Regions from separate parts of the Danio rerio genome. Here regions 1 and 2 are each linked to region 3. The links are chromatin contacts, called in public HiCAR-type maps. All regions are on one chromosome and are shown on one strand. Each heading gives the region's core, a stretch centred on a gene start, on an enhancer-like site or on the middle of the called end of the contact. The rest is flanking DNA. Distances are from core to core; before and after follow the strand shown. Region 1 has its middle 18 kb from the start of kdm7ab. Region 2 has its middle 62 kb from the start of kdm7ab. Region 3 has its middle 14 kb from the start of ccnd2a.

What was found. HiCAR-type assays count read pairs that join an accessible place to other places.
Region 1: a HiCAR-type map of caudal fin shows a contact between it and region 3, with 6 times the contacts expected there. The contact joins two enhancer-like sites. A contact is called at or near these places in 2 of 18 Hi-C or Micro-C datasets (hematopoietic stem cells and an unstated tissue) and 2 of 4 datasets of contacts at active chromatin or transcription factors (caudal fin and embryo).
Region 2: a contact with region 3 is called in a HiCAR-type map of caudal fin, with 5 times the contacts expected there. The contact joins two enhancer-like sites.

The regions. Positions count from the first base shown.
Region 1 is chr25:18,168,169-18,171,946 of GRCz12tu, reverse strand. It overlaps a transcript of ccnd2a not described here. Among named protein-coding and RNA genes, the nearest start is that of kdm7ab, 18 kb to the left of the region's middle. Within about 2 kb of position 2,501, at least 11 of the 62 cell types and tissues checked have an H3K27ac peak or open chromatin away from gene starts, as enhancers often do. A contact at or near this core is called in caudal fin, where this site is marked.
Region 2 is chr25:18,123,983-18,127,973 of GRCz12tu, reverse strand. It overlaps a transcript of ccnd2a not described here. Among named protein-coding and RNA genes, the nearest start is that of kdm7ab, 62 kb to the left of the region's middle. Within about 2 kb of position 2,548, at least 10 of the 62 cell types and tissues checked have an H3K27ac peak or open chromatin away from gene starts, as enhancers often do. A contact at or near this core is called in caudal fin, where this site is marked.
Region 3 is chr25:17,935,469-17,939,559 of GRCz12tu, reverse strand. It overlaps a transcript of ccnd2a not described here. Among named protein-coding and RNA genes, the nearest start is that of ccnd2a, 14 kb to the right of the region's middle. Within about 2 kb of position 2,284, at least 3 of the 62 cell types and tissues checked have an H3K27ac peak or open chromatin away from gene starts, as enhancers often do. A contact at or near this core is called in caudal fin, where this site is marked.

The sequences.
Region 1 (3,778 bases), core at 1,252-3,751, 230 kb before region 3:
GAACATGCAAAAGTGTATTTTGAATGTTTCGTTTTTACAATAGGCTGAAAAATTAACTTCGAATTCAAGCTTTATATATCAGATTCAAACTATTTTAAACTACTTTACACTTTCAGACTAGACTTCCTCAAGTTTGTCCTTGTTTATCCTGTTGTTATTTTTAAAATATCTCTCTTTTATAATGCATTATCTAAAAATAATGTTAAGAATAAACATTGAGGTGAATCATCATAATAGCGAGAAGAGCATTAGTAATTTCCTTGGTCAGATGCTTAACAGTAAAAGCTCTGAGTTTGGTATGAGTTTTTCTTCATGGTTAATGGTTTGCATTATGAACGTGAAGATCGTGGTTCAAATCACACATTGGAATTTACATGGGACTTCATCTCTTCTAGTAAAGCCCCTGATCTAGTTTGACTTCCCATCTCTCAGTTTATGATGTAAAGAGGACTTAACATTGTGAAATCATGTTTACTCCGTATCTTACAGTTCGGCACATAATAATTTACTTTACACAATGGAATATGAAAATATGCTACATTTCTGTGGATATGCTGCCATCTAGTGGATAAAAGATTGTAGTCATAAACCTTTGAGTGATATTGGATATAAAATAAGGCTAAAATGAGTCTCTGAACACGTCAATATTTTTCCTGGTAAATATATTTTTAAATAAGCTGCTGACATGAAGTTGATCTAGATTTTGGTAAAAATGCAAACAATTCAAGTATACAAATAAATCAAAACCAAAAGATTATTCGTTTGTTATAATGAAATTACACAAGGAGAAGGTACTGAACTACTGAATTGTTCATTTATTAATTTTCCTTTGGCTTATTCCTTTTATTTATCAGGGGTCACAACAGCGGAATGAACCGTCAACTTATCCAGCATATGTTTTACACAGCGGATGCCCTTCCAGCTGCAACCCAGTACTGGGAAACATTCATACACACTTATTCACACACATACACTATGGTCAATTTAGTTTATTAAATTCACCTGTACTGCATGTCTTTAGACTGTGGAAACCCACGTGAACACAGGGAGAATATGTAAACTTCATACAGAAATGTCAACTGACCCAGCCGGGACTTGAACCACTGTGTCGCCTTGCTGAAATGTATTTACTATATAATATAAAGGTTTTTTTTGCTAATGACAGCTTCAAAATGCCTCTTGTATTGCAAAACAATTGCTTGCATTATACTCTGGTGTGATTTTCCTGCCCTAAAATAGTCTTAAAAATCTTGATGGTTATTTGGGTAGCTAAATTCTGATCTTTAGTTCTTATTCTCAATTGTGTTCAGGTCGTGTTATTGTCTAGGCCATCATAGCAGCTTTATTTTCTTTTTCTGAAAGCATTTGGGAGTTTCCTTGCTTGTGTTTCTTAGTTAAAGATCTTATTAATTTACATCAGGATAAATTAAAATCTGAAATACTCGAGCTCCATTCTAGCTTATAATAGTTAACCAAATACTATTTAAATACTGTTTATTGTTTGAGTACTGCAGCTTAATCATATTTAATTAGTTGTTAAGTTTGTCTTTATAGTTAATAATATAGATACAGTTTATATAATGTTTTACTTTTTATTAAAATACTTAAGTATATTATAATTCATTTATCTATTTTATTCTAAATATATAAATATTTAAGTAGGAATAATAACGTAATAATCATAAGTTAATGTATAACATTAATGTTATTTATTTATGATAAATACATTAATACATGATTAATACAGTTATACATTAATTTTTATCTCATATTTTTTTATTGGGTTTAGGTCAGGTGATTGGCTAGGCCATTATAGCAGCTTTATTTTCTTTTTCTGAATGCTTGTGAGAGCTGCCTAGATGTTTAAGTTAAAGATCTTAGTAAATCACTTTAAGCTACATTAACATGTGTAATACTCCAGCTCCATTCTAACTTATTTTAGTTAAGTAATTGCTATTTGAATACTGTTTATTGTTTGATTGTTGAGTACTGCAGCTTAATCGCATTTAATTGGTCCCCACGTTTGTCTATATATTTAATAATGTAGATGCAGTTTATATATTACTTTTTTATTATTTAAATATTTCAGTATATCATCATTCATCAATTATATAATTATAAATATATTAATATTTAAGTTAAAAACGTGATAATTATTAATGTTACACATTAATTTATGATTTTTGCATACAATTTTTATTTTAAAAAGTAAATAGAATAAAAATGTATGTAAATTTCTAAACAAATAATTTTATGATTTTAATTATTTTGATATTTAAACAAAACTACAGACTTAGTTTTAATAACTTATAGTTTATTATGTATAATATGCATAATATAAAGATAAACTAACAAACAAATCACCAAATATAAGTTTTTATTGCTTATATAACATGCTTTATTGCAAGTAATCAAATAACTTAACAAAATACCCTTGAACTTCAGTATCTAAAGTGTTCCAATAGGTGGCAGCAAATACCTACTACACTAATAGTCTGTTTCTTTGAAAGAGGGATTTTCCCCCAGTATGCTGAACTTTAGTACTTGATATCCTCTGCTTCCTTTGCCAGAATGTATAAGGCACTGTCATATTTTTTCTTCTCTGCCACGTTAACACGAAACAGCCAGGATATTACCTGCTGAGCCGTTTGTGGTCCAGACCAGAACTGAAAAATAATGAATAAAGAGTAATTATTGAAACGCAGGACCTCAAAGTTTACTGTACTCACGCATATTTGGGAAAGAAACGAGATCCTGGCGTCTCCCTCACGCTCAGTCTGGACGATTGAGAGACAGTAGATGTAATATATGTGAGATATGAAAGGCTTGTGACTGGAAATGAAAAGATGTAGATGTGAATGAGAGGCTATGTGAAAACGGCCAGTCAGCAGAAAACGCTGCTGTAGACCTTTTCAACTTCCTGCACTTATTTAGCAGCCGGTAAAATCAACATCTTAATCAGGTCTGCCGACTGAAGCCTCGCTTTGATTTGAACAAATAAACGAAGTGGAGTCGCTGCGTTCACACACAGGAGTGACTGTCGACAGGACAAGCGTATTGTAATTGATTTCTGTGGGATTTCTCTCTCGCTTTAACTCTCCTCGTGTTTGTGCTTAAATGGATAGTTCACCCCAAAAATTAACAATATTAGGACACATTTATATTTTACTAAAAAGTGAAAATTGGTTGTTTTTGCGTTATTTCGAGCAAATTCGTTCTTCCGGTTTAAAAAAGATATTTTGAAGCTACGTCACGGCCATGAGATCCTTCTCTAAATTCCAGCTTGGAGACTGAATGTCTGTACTGGCGAGTACAACATGGCGTCTTTTGAGCTTTCAGTATTAATTCATGAGAAAGACTTGTTTTGAACCAATCAGCACGCTTTATTGTGAATGAGGTGCAACTTAATAAATATGCATGATATAGCTTTGAAGACTGTTCGGCAGAGAGAGACGCCATGTTGTGTTGCAAAACGTAATTAAAACAAGTGGAAGAAGAAGAATTTTTCAGAGACATGGGGCGTCAGTGTTGCATTTATAAATGTGCCGCAACAAAGGTTTTGATTCCATTTCCCCACAATGAGAGCACAGCTAGACTCACGCGTGGATTACAGTGGTCTGCTAACAAGCGACAAAAATATGTTTGTAAGGAAATTTTTTTACCCGAGAGCTTTTTGAATATGGAAATGGTGAATTCTCCTTTACTCCTTTTAAAAAAAGATGCAGCTCCAGTTTGTGTTGATTGCCCTGTCTCTACAAATTTGGTAAGTGTGCGATTA
Region 2 (3,991 bases), core at 1,299-3,798, 190 kb before region 3:
GTACATATGTAGCTGCTTAATTTCGTCGTTTTGCCTATATAGTGCCAGTGCTCCTACAAAGCATGAGAAACGAAGCTTGCTTCAATCATGCGCTTGGCTACGGTTCCAGATGAATTTGAGCCATTCTTTTGTTTGTCATCTCATGAGAATATCACCCAAATGCTTGATTTTTCTCTTACTAAAACCATTGTTTAAATTTGTTTATGGTTGCAAACTGGCTGGCTATTGTCAAAATGAACTCTGATTTTGTTTCAGAGTAGGACGTTGTTTATTAACCTTGAGAGTTGACAAACTCCAATACTCAAGGGGCGATAGCATTACCTCTGTGTTGATTCTTATTCAAGTTCACTGTTGTGAAGGTTTCTTAGCAATATTCTTCGCAAAATATTTATAGTAGATCGTTTAATAAAGTAAAACTTACAATAAAAGAAGACTATGTGTGAAGTGCTAAAGTCCCTCTAAGATAACACTTAAAGGCAAATGTATTCTTCTGCATCCAATGCACATTGTACACTGCAAGAAATGACTTTACACACTAAAGCCAAACTACATACATTTTTTCATTTCTGTCTCAACAATGTGAGATAGATGCAGAGATAGCAGAGGACACGGTTGCTCACGCCTTTTGGCTTCGTTCCTTACTGAATAGATTCTGAACAAACATATTTTACTGGTACTCCAATCCTTGCAGACCTTTTCTACCAGATGCTGAACTTGCCATCTTTGGCTTCTCACAAAAAAACATCTTCTTTCCCTCAAACAATGCAAGAGTCTTTAATGCAAGGCATGGTGGTGGCTGAAAGACTAGCGCTTAACAATTGGAAATCACCTTTACACCCCATTTCAGAACTGGATTTCTGACATGATATCTGTTATTCAGATGGAGAGACTCTGATTTTTAAAGACTAGCTCTATAAGAATATTTTTTGGTACTTGTGGTCAATTTCTTAATTTATTGGACAAATCTATATCTCAGAAGCAATCCAGTGACCTTTCTGAGGTTTAAGCTATAACCTCTTTAGTTTTGATTGTATGTTTTGTGACTGATGCATTTTTTGTCTATTTTCCTTTTCGTTGTCCTTGATATGTTTACAGTACAAGGCAATGTTTGTTCTTGTTCTGTCTGCATATACAATTGAATTTAGTTTATTTTTTTCTCCAATTTCTGTTTAATAGAGAGAAGATTTTTTTTTAACACACTCCCAAACATAATAGTTTTAATAACTCATTTCTGATAACTCATTAATTTTAGCTTTGCCATGATGACAGTAATATTTGATATATTTATATACCCTAAAATAAAGTAATTAAAAAAGGAAGTGACTTTACTTTAAAGATGAGAGTAAACCCATTGTCTTAAATGAAACTAGTTCATTTGCTCTAGCGACCACTGTTAAACTAAAATAAAGGAATAAGGAAAGTGAGTGAGAATTATGCACACAGTTTATTTGCTAAATAATTGTAAGAATTTTGCTCACAAACTAATCACCGAATCACTTTTACCGTGCAAGTCCGTTGTAGTCTTACATGGTCGCACACCCTTTGCCATACCAGCGACCACTCCCACTGCTCTCGACCCCATGCTCATCATCACTCGAATTGGTTTGAGAGGTGCACATCAGGGTCTGCATCATAAAAATGTAACTACATGTCGTGAGGGTGGGCCAATTCCCACTTCTTTATCCCCTGAATGAGTAGCATCACACACATTTCAGCATAAACCCAATACCCAAAGAAACACAGAAGAGTTTAACATGGGAGCCTCACACTACTAGCATTTTGGCAGTGTTATTGCTGAAGCAGCACAGACTGCAGAACTATTAATGTTCCCAATGTCGTCAGCTTTATGCATTGTATGTGGCATGGTGTACGCCGATTGCTTAATGCAGAAATATAAATTGGGCTTAAGAATGTAACCCTATGAGCATATAGGACGTATAGGTGGATTAACAAACACTGGGAAAGTATTTGGCAAAGACTTAGCATTTTTCATTAGTCCATAACATTTGCAATTACTACAGAAAGTCCTGTTATTAAAGTTGTACATTTCCGTATATCTCCTTGGGGACCGGGTTTTTGATAGATTTTTTCAGGTGATAAAGTTGCCGCAGTCTACAAAAGCCTGCTATCTGCGCTCCATTCACTGCCATCTAATTGGGTGTCACCGAACCGTAGAGCCAAATGCATTGAATTAGCGTCTGAAGTGCATTATTCTGTAATTTCCCCCTTTCTCCCAGGGCTTGGCTCTGGAGCAGATGGAGATATGGCTTCCTGTTATATAATCCCACTATTATAAATTTTGACTTCATTTGGGGTTTCCTGTGTGTGCACACGGGCTCCTGCACATTTCCCCGTTCTGTCCTTGTGCAAGGCCTAGCCTCCATCCAGCGAGCATGGCTACTGCAGTGTGCTGTCAAAGCAGACTACAGTAGATCAGCTTCCCAGATGCTTTCTTTCCTCCCCTGCTTTTTCCCTGTCTCATCTCTTCCTGCAGTCATTTCCCTCTGGCCAGACATAGCTATCTTGTCCTTACTAGCTTTCTCAGAATCGGGGAACAGAAGGCCCCATCAGCAGGCCAGCTGTTGTCTTGACGCATTCTCTCCTCTGAACGGGCCAGTTGAACTTCCTAAACTCCACTTAAGATAAAAAAAGTTCTTTCTTTCTTTCTTTCTTTGTTTTGGAACGAGGTCTGAAACACATGTTTGTCTCCATAAGGGAATTTTATTGTATGCTAGCTGTGGCATGTAAAACATACTTTAAGCTGTTTTGGAGAGCTGCTTCGTTCTCCTTGCTTTGCGTTGTGAACCATAAAGCTGTCAGCTGTTGGAATGGTGGGATATACCGAGGCGGACGTCTCTCAAGCTCCAGATTGTTCTTATTCCAGTGGCTGCTTTTCCAGTAAATGGCATAGTTAGATGTGTGGTGTGCTGAAGGGGTGCTCTGCTGGACGGGTACTGGAGATGTTATTTTTTTTAGTGCATTCATTATGTATTTACAGAACAATGCACAAGAGGGCACTCTGGTGGCTTTTTGGCTCACGTGTTGCAGAACCCCCTTCAGTGACTAAATCTAGCAGTATTTCTGAATGACATGAAAATGACCTCTAATTTTATTAAGAATGTTTTCTATAGTCATCTTGTATGTCATTGTCACTCTTCAATTTAAGGCAGCTGTGTCAAATTTAGTTCCTCGAAGGCCAAAGCCCTGCAGAGCTTAGTACCAACACCTGTAGGTTTCAAACAAGCCTGAAGGACTCATTTAGTTTAATTCAGGGTGTGTTTAATAAGGGTTAAAGTCATGATAAACTTTAAACTTGCTTTTCCTATCTTTATATGTAAATAGTAGTGCTTGTTATACATGATGTACATTATTATTTTGTAAAAATGAATTTGCCCTCATAATCTTTTATCAAGGCGAGGCAGTGGCGCAGTAGGTAGTGCTGTCGCCTCACAGTAAGAAGGTCGCTGGGTTGCTGGTTCGAACCTCTGCTCAGTTGGCGTTTCTGTGTGGAGTTTGCATGTTCTCCCTGCCTTCATGTGGGTTTCCTCCGGGTGCTCCGGTTTCCCCCACAGTCCAAAGACATGCGTTACAGGTGAATTCGGTAGGCTAAATTGTCCGTAGTGTGTGAATGTGTGTGTGTGTGGTTGTTTCCCAGAGATGGGTTGTGGCTGGAAGGGCATCTGCTGCGTAAAAAACTTGCTAAATAAGTTGGTGGTTCATTCCGCTGTGGTGACCCCAGATTAATAAAGGGACTAAGCCGACAAGAAAATGGATGAATGAATCTTTTATCAAACACCATAACTATACGTGCGTTCGACATGAAGTTCAGCTGCAGCTGGTGATCAACGAGATTAGCCAAGCGCAGGCGGGGGCGGAGTTGAAAACGGAGTCGTCAAGACGGACAGCTGGACACTTCGGGACTCAAAGTTGCTGCAGTCATGATGACCGATCACATGGCGTCATCATAATTTTCTTTATTTGTTTAAAACAT
Region 3 (4,091 bases), core at 1,035-3,534:
TTGTAACTCATTAAGAAAATAAACTCAACCCTTTTAGACCATGCGCCACAGCGCAAAGCGGGTTTTGAATTAGCAAATATAGATTCTGACATGCCCTGAATGCGTTTGCTCCCTGCGCTTTCCATTTTGCACATGGACCGTCAAAATAGAGCCCTACATGTGTATTGTCTAGTCATTCATTTCTATTTATTTGACGACTAGTATAGTTTTGGCCTATTCTTAGACGTCTATTTTAATTTTCACTGACAGCCCAAATTTAACCTTGTTTTAAACAAGCTATCTATGTTTAGATGTCTATTAGACATCTTTTAAAAACAACAAAAAAATGCTTGCTAAGTAGCTTCATGTGCTTTGAGCATGTTGAGTTTAAGTCCAAAGAATTTTCCCAATCCTGTCCTCCATGTTGTCACAATATAAGCATAAATTACAAAATATTTAAAGATTCTTAAAAAATTGATTATTGCATCCGAACAGTGATTGTCGTTTATGAATCACCACAGCAAGCATTGTGCAAAAATGTAGTTAATATTCTAAAGTTTAAACCACCATACCACATTTTTGTTACAGTCTGCTCATACATTATGTTTTATTTCACAAGCTGAAATCAATTTCGAACCAGTCTGGCCATTCTCCTCTGACCTCTGGCATCAACAAGGCATTTGTACCCACAGAACTGCTGCTCACTGGATATTTTGTCTTTTTCAAACCACTCTCTGTAAACCCTAGAGATGTTTGTGCATGAAAATGCCAGTAGATCAGCAGTTTCTGAAATACTCAGACCAGCCCGTCTGGAACCAACAACCATGCCACGTTCAAAATCAATTAAATTATCTTTCTCCCCTATTCTGATGCTCGGTTTGAACTACAGCAAAAATACCTTGACCATGGCTCTTTCAAAATTCCAAAAACGCAGAGAACAGACTTGCGTTCTTGTGGAGACCAGTCTTGCCAATGCGTCCTCTGAGAAATGAGATTCTGCGTTCTCTGCGTCACATGATCTTCACGCGTTTTAAATGATAAATTATTTAAACATTACAGCATTCATACAACAATGTATTGTTTTCCCTTTTTCAAAATATATACTCTGCATAAACATTTTAAATATACATTGCACAATATAAATAAAACAGATTTTAAAACAAATTTCAGCAAATAAACACCCTTAATGTGTTCATTCCTTTATTAAGATGTTCATGGGACTTCCAGAGCGAGTTCGGTGCTCAAGTCTGCATCGGTGCATCCTCGATATCAAGAACACATCCGGGAAGTTTCACGTGTCCTCTGTTCTTGCGGTCTTGAGTATTGGAACTGAACTTTGGCAGCTGATGATGACGTTACACGAGAACACGAGGACGCAAGACCGCTGAAGAACGCATATTGAAAAAACAGCCCATGTCTACATCCCTAAATGCATTGAGTTGCTTCCATTTGATTGGCTGCTTAGAAATGTGAGTTAACGAGCATTTAGATAGGTGTACCTAATAAATTAAAATCAATTTAATTTCTACATCTTAACAATCCAGATTTATCTTACTTTTAGGGAGTGGAGGCAAAGTACCTGTCATAAAGTCTTCTGTTTACCTCAGAAGTGTGACGAGAACTTAAGTTCACTGTGGGTTAACAAGGTGTGAACAACCAGTATCATTAAGCCCAAGTTTACAGAGCGCAGTATTGAAATGCAGACTCGCCCAGCTGAAAGAATGCAATATCTGACAGCATTGCGAACTGTTGTGTCTGACATTAAAAAGCTGCAATTGCACAAATCCATGAAACTTCCCCTCCAGAAATAAGTTCACACAATGGCATCACAGCCAAAACAACCTCCACCCTTGTTAAATAAACCCAAACAGAATCATGGGACAGTCCTGTGTGGAGCTTTGGCTGGATCAGCACATTGATTAATTCTCTTCATAGCTCCACTATTGGGGGATCTTGTCTAGAAGAAGTTTTATAATACCTAAATACCTTTTTAAAGCCAGCTGTGCATTTATTTCAATATTTCCTTCTTTTATTCCACTCTATCATGCTCTGTCCTGCCCTTTATCTCACTCAGCTGTTCCGCTGTGGTGTGTTATGGGTTCATCGAGCTGGTATGCGGCAGGAATCTTTGGATCAAGGTAATTTCACTCTGTTTGAGATTTTCCCAGGACGTTAAGCTTCCCTTTACCTTTGTGTGCCTCCGTGAGCAAGATAGCAAGCGACACATGTTGCAAACACACACACTCGGTGGCTCCCGGGGTTCGACGCCAGCAGCAGGGCAGGAGGAACTTAAAAGATACGGATCGTAAATTACACCCGACACTAGAATTTCCCAAAAGGATCAGATTATTGCTGGCTGATTCAAGTGCAGGGCTATGCTGTGAATTCATGTGTGGTAGGGTAATCATGATGGAGGGCTATTTCATTTGTAATGCCCCTTGCTTGCAGGGAGGGCTGAATGGGGGGCTACCATTGAACCTTTAATATCTTGTAGTGGTATTGGGGTGTTTTCATGCTTGCAGTAAAGTTCAAAAGCGGTTGCAGTTTATATAAATAATTGGTAATGGGAATGCGAAAAATCTCATGCAGACCTGGGAACACACTGGGATACCTAAATTGGGACTACATTTAGGAGTTCTTTGGGTTGATTCACTTTATTCAGCTCAGACTATATTGGAGTTTTAAACCAGTGTGAACCGGAAGTTGCTGTGACTTTTATTTCAGTATGTTGATGTACTTCTAACTGGAAAATGAAATGGAATATTGAGTAGGGCTGAATTTTTGAATGGATAACTTCCAGAGCAAAACCAGGAAATAAAACTCACCGTGACGAACATCCACCACACAATTTCAGATTTCCTAAAACATGACGTTATTAAGCGGTTAATCAAAAAAAAAAATCTAATTTCTTTATTTAGATAATTTCTCTAATTATTTTGTGCAGTATAACGCTTTGGGTCAACAATGGGTAAACAACAAACAAACATGTAGCTACAAACATAAATCTTATGAAACATCAATATCCAGTTTACTAACACCATTGGCAATGAAAATGCCTCACTCAGTCCAATCCTCAAGACGAGCCCACAGTTACCTCTCCCGTCATGTTTTCTGGCTGACTTGAGATCGCTTTACTTCTGTCTCCCTCTATCCTGATCTATTCGTGCAATTTCATCTTCTCGAGAACTCTTTTGATCAGGCTCATTTTCAGATTCACTCATGGTTTTGAAAATACAAAGATTATTGATTTTCACTGCTCACTGTGTGCGAAACAATAATCATCGACCAATGTGAGTGATTATAAACATAAGAAAGCTTATTGGTCGAAAGTGACTACCGTAATGTGTGTTCACATGCACACAATCCACACAGCTTTGCTCGCTGTTTTTCACATTCTCTCTCTCCCACACACACATGCAGGTATTCCCCATGCAAAAGTTAATGCCGGATCAGTTAAAATAAATACCGCAATACAAAACACGAATATCTCAGAACAGGACAATTGAGCACTGAGCAGGGGGTGGGGCTTTTTGTGCTTCATTCCTTCATAGCAAAATAACAGTAGGATGGTAATATTGGTTGATAATATTGTGAATTAAGCTGTCAATCTGACATCAAAAAAGAAGGACCGCCCCTCCAAACGTGGAAGCAAATGGTCAGACTTTGATTGAAGATTACTAAAACAAAGTAAAGAATTTTAAGGATTAACTTGCATAGATTAATTGTTCATCTAAAGTATAGCAATGTGTGCTAGCAAACTAAACATTGTACATTACTCAATTATGATGTCATTAGTTTAATAAAAAACACATGCTACACTTAAATATAGGTTTTTGCTGCTTGTTCAAACTATCAAATTAAAATAAACTGAAACAACACAATTCTCAAAGGTTATTATGGGGACAACTTAATTGTTTTATGTGTAGTAAACCTAAATTTGTGGGAAAAAAAACATCAAATTAACAATTGATTTGCATTGGGACGACAAGAAGGGGTTGTGTGGAACCCATCATTTTTTACAGTGAAAGAGGACAGTTTAATGATTTACCCTAAGCTAAGATTACACTGCTGCGTTTTTGTTTTCTAAAAAATCTGATGTTCACACTACCCTG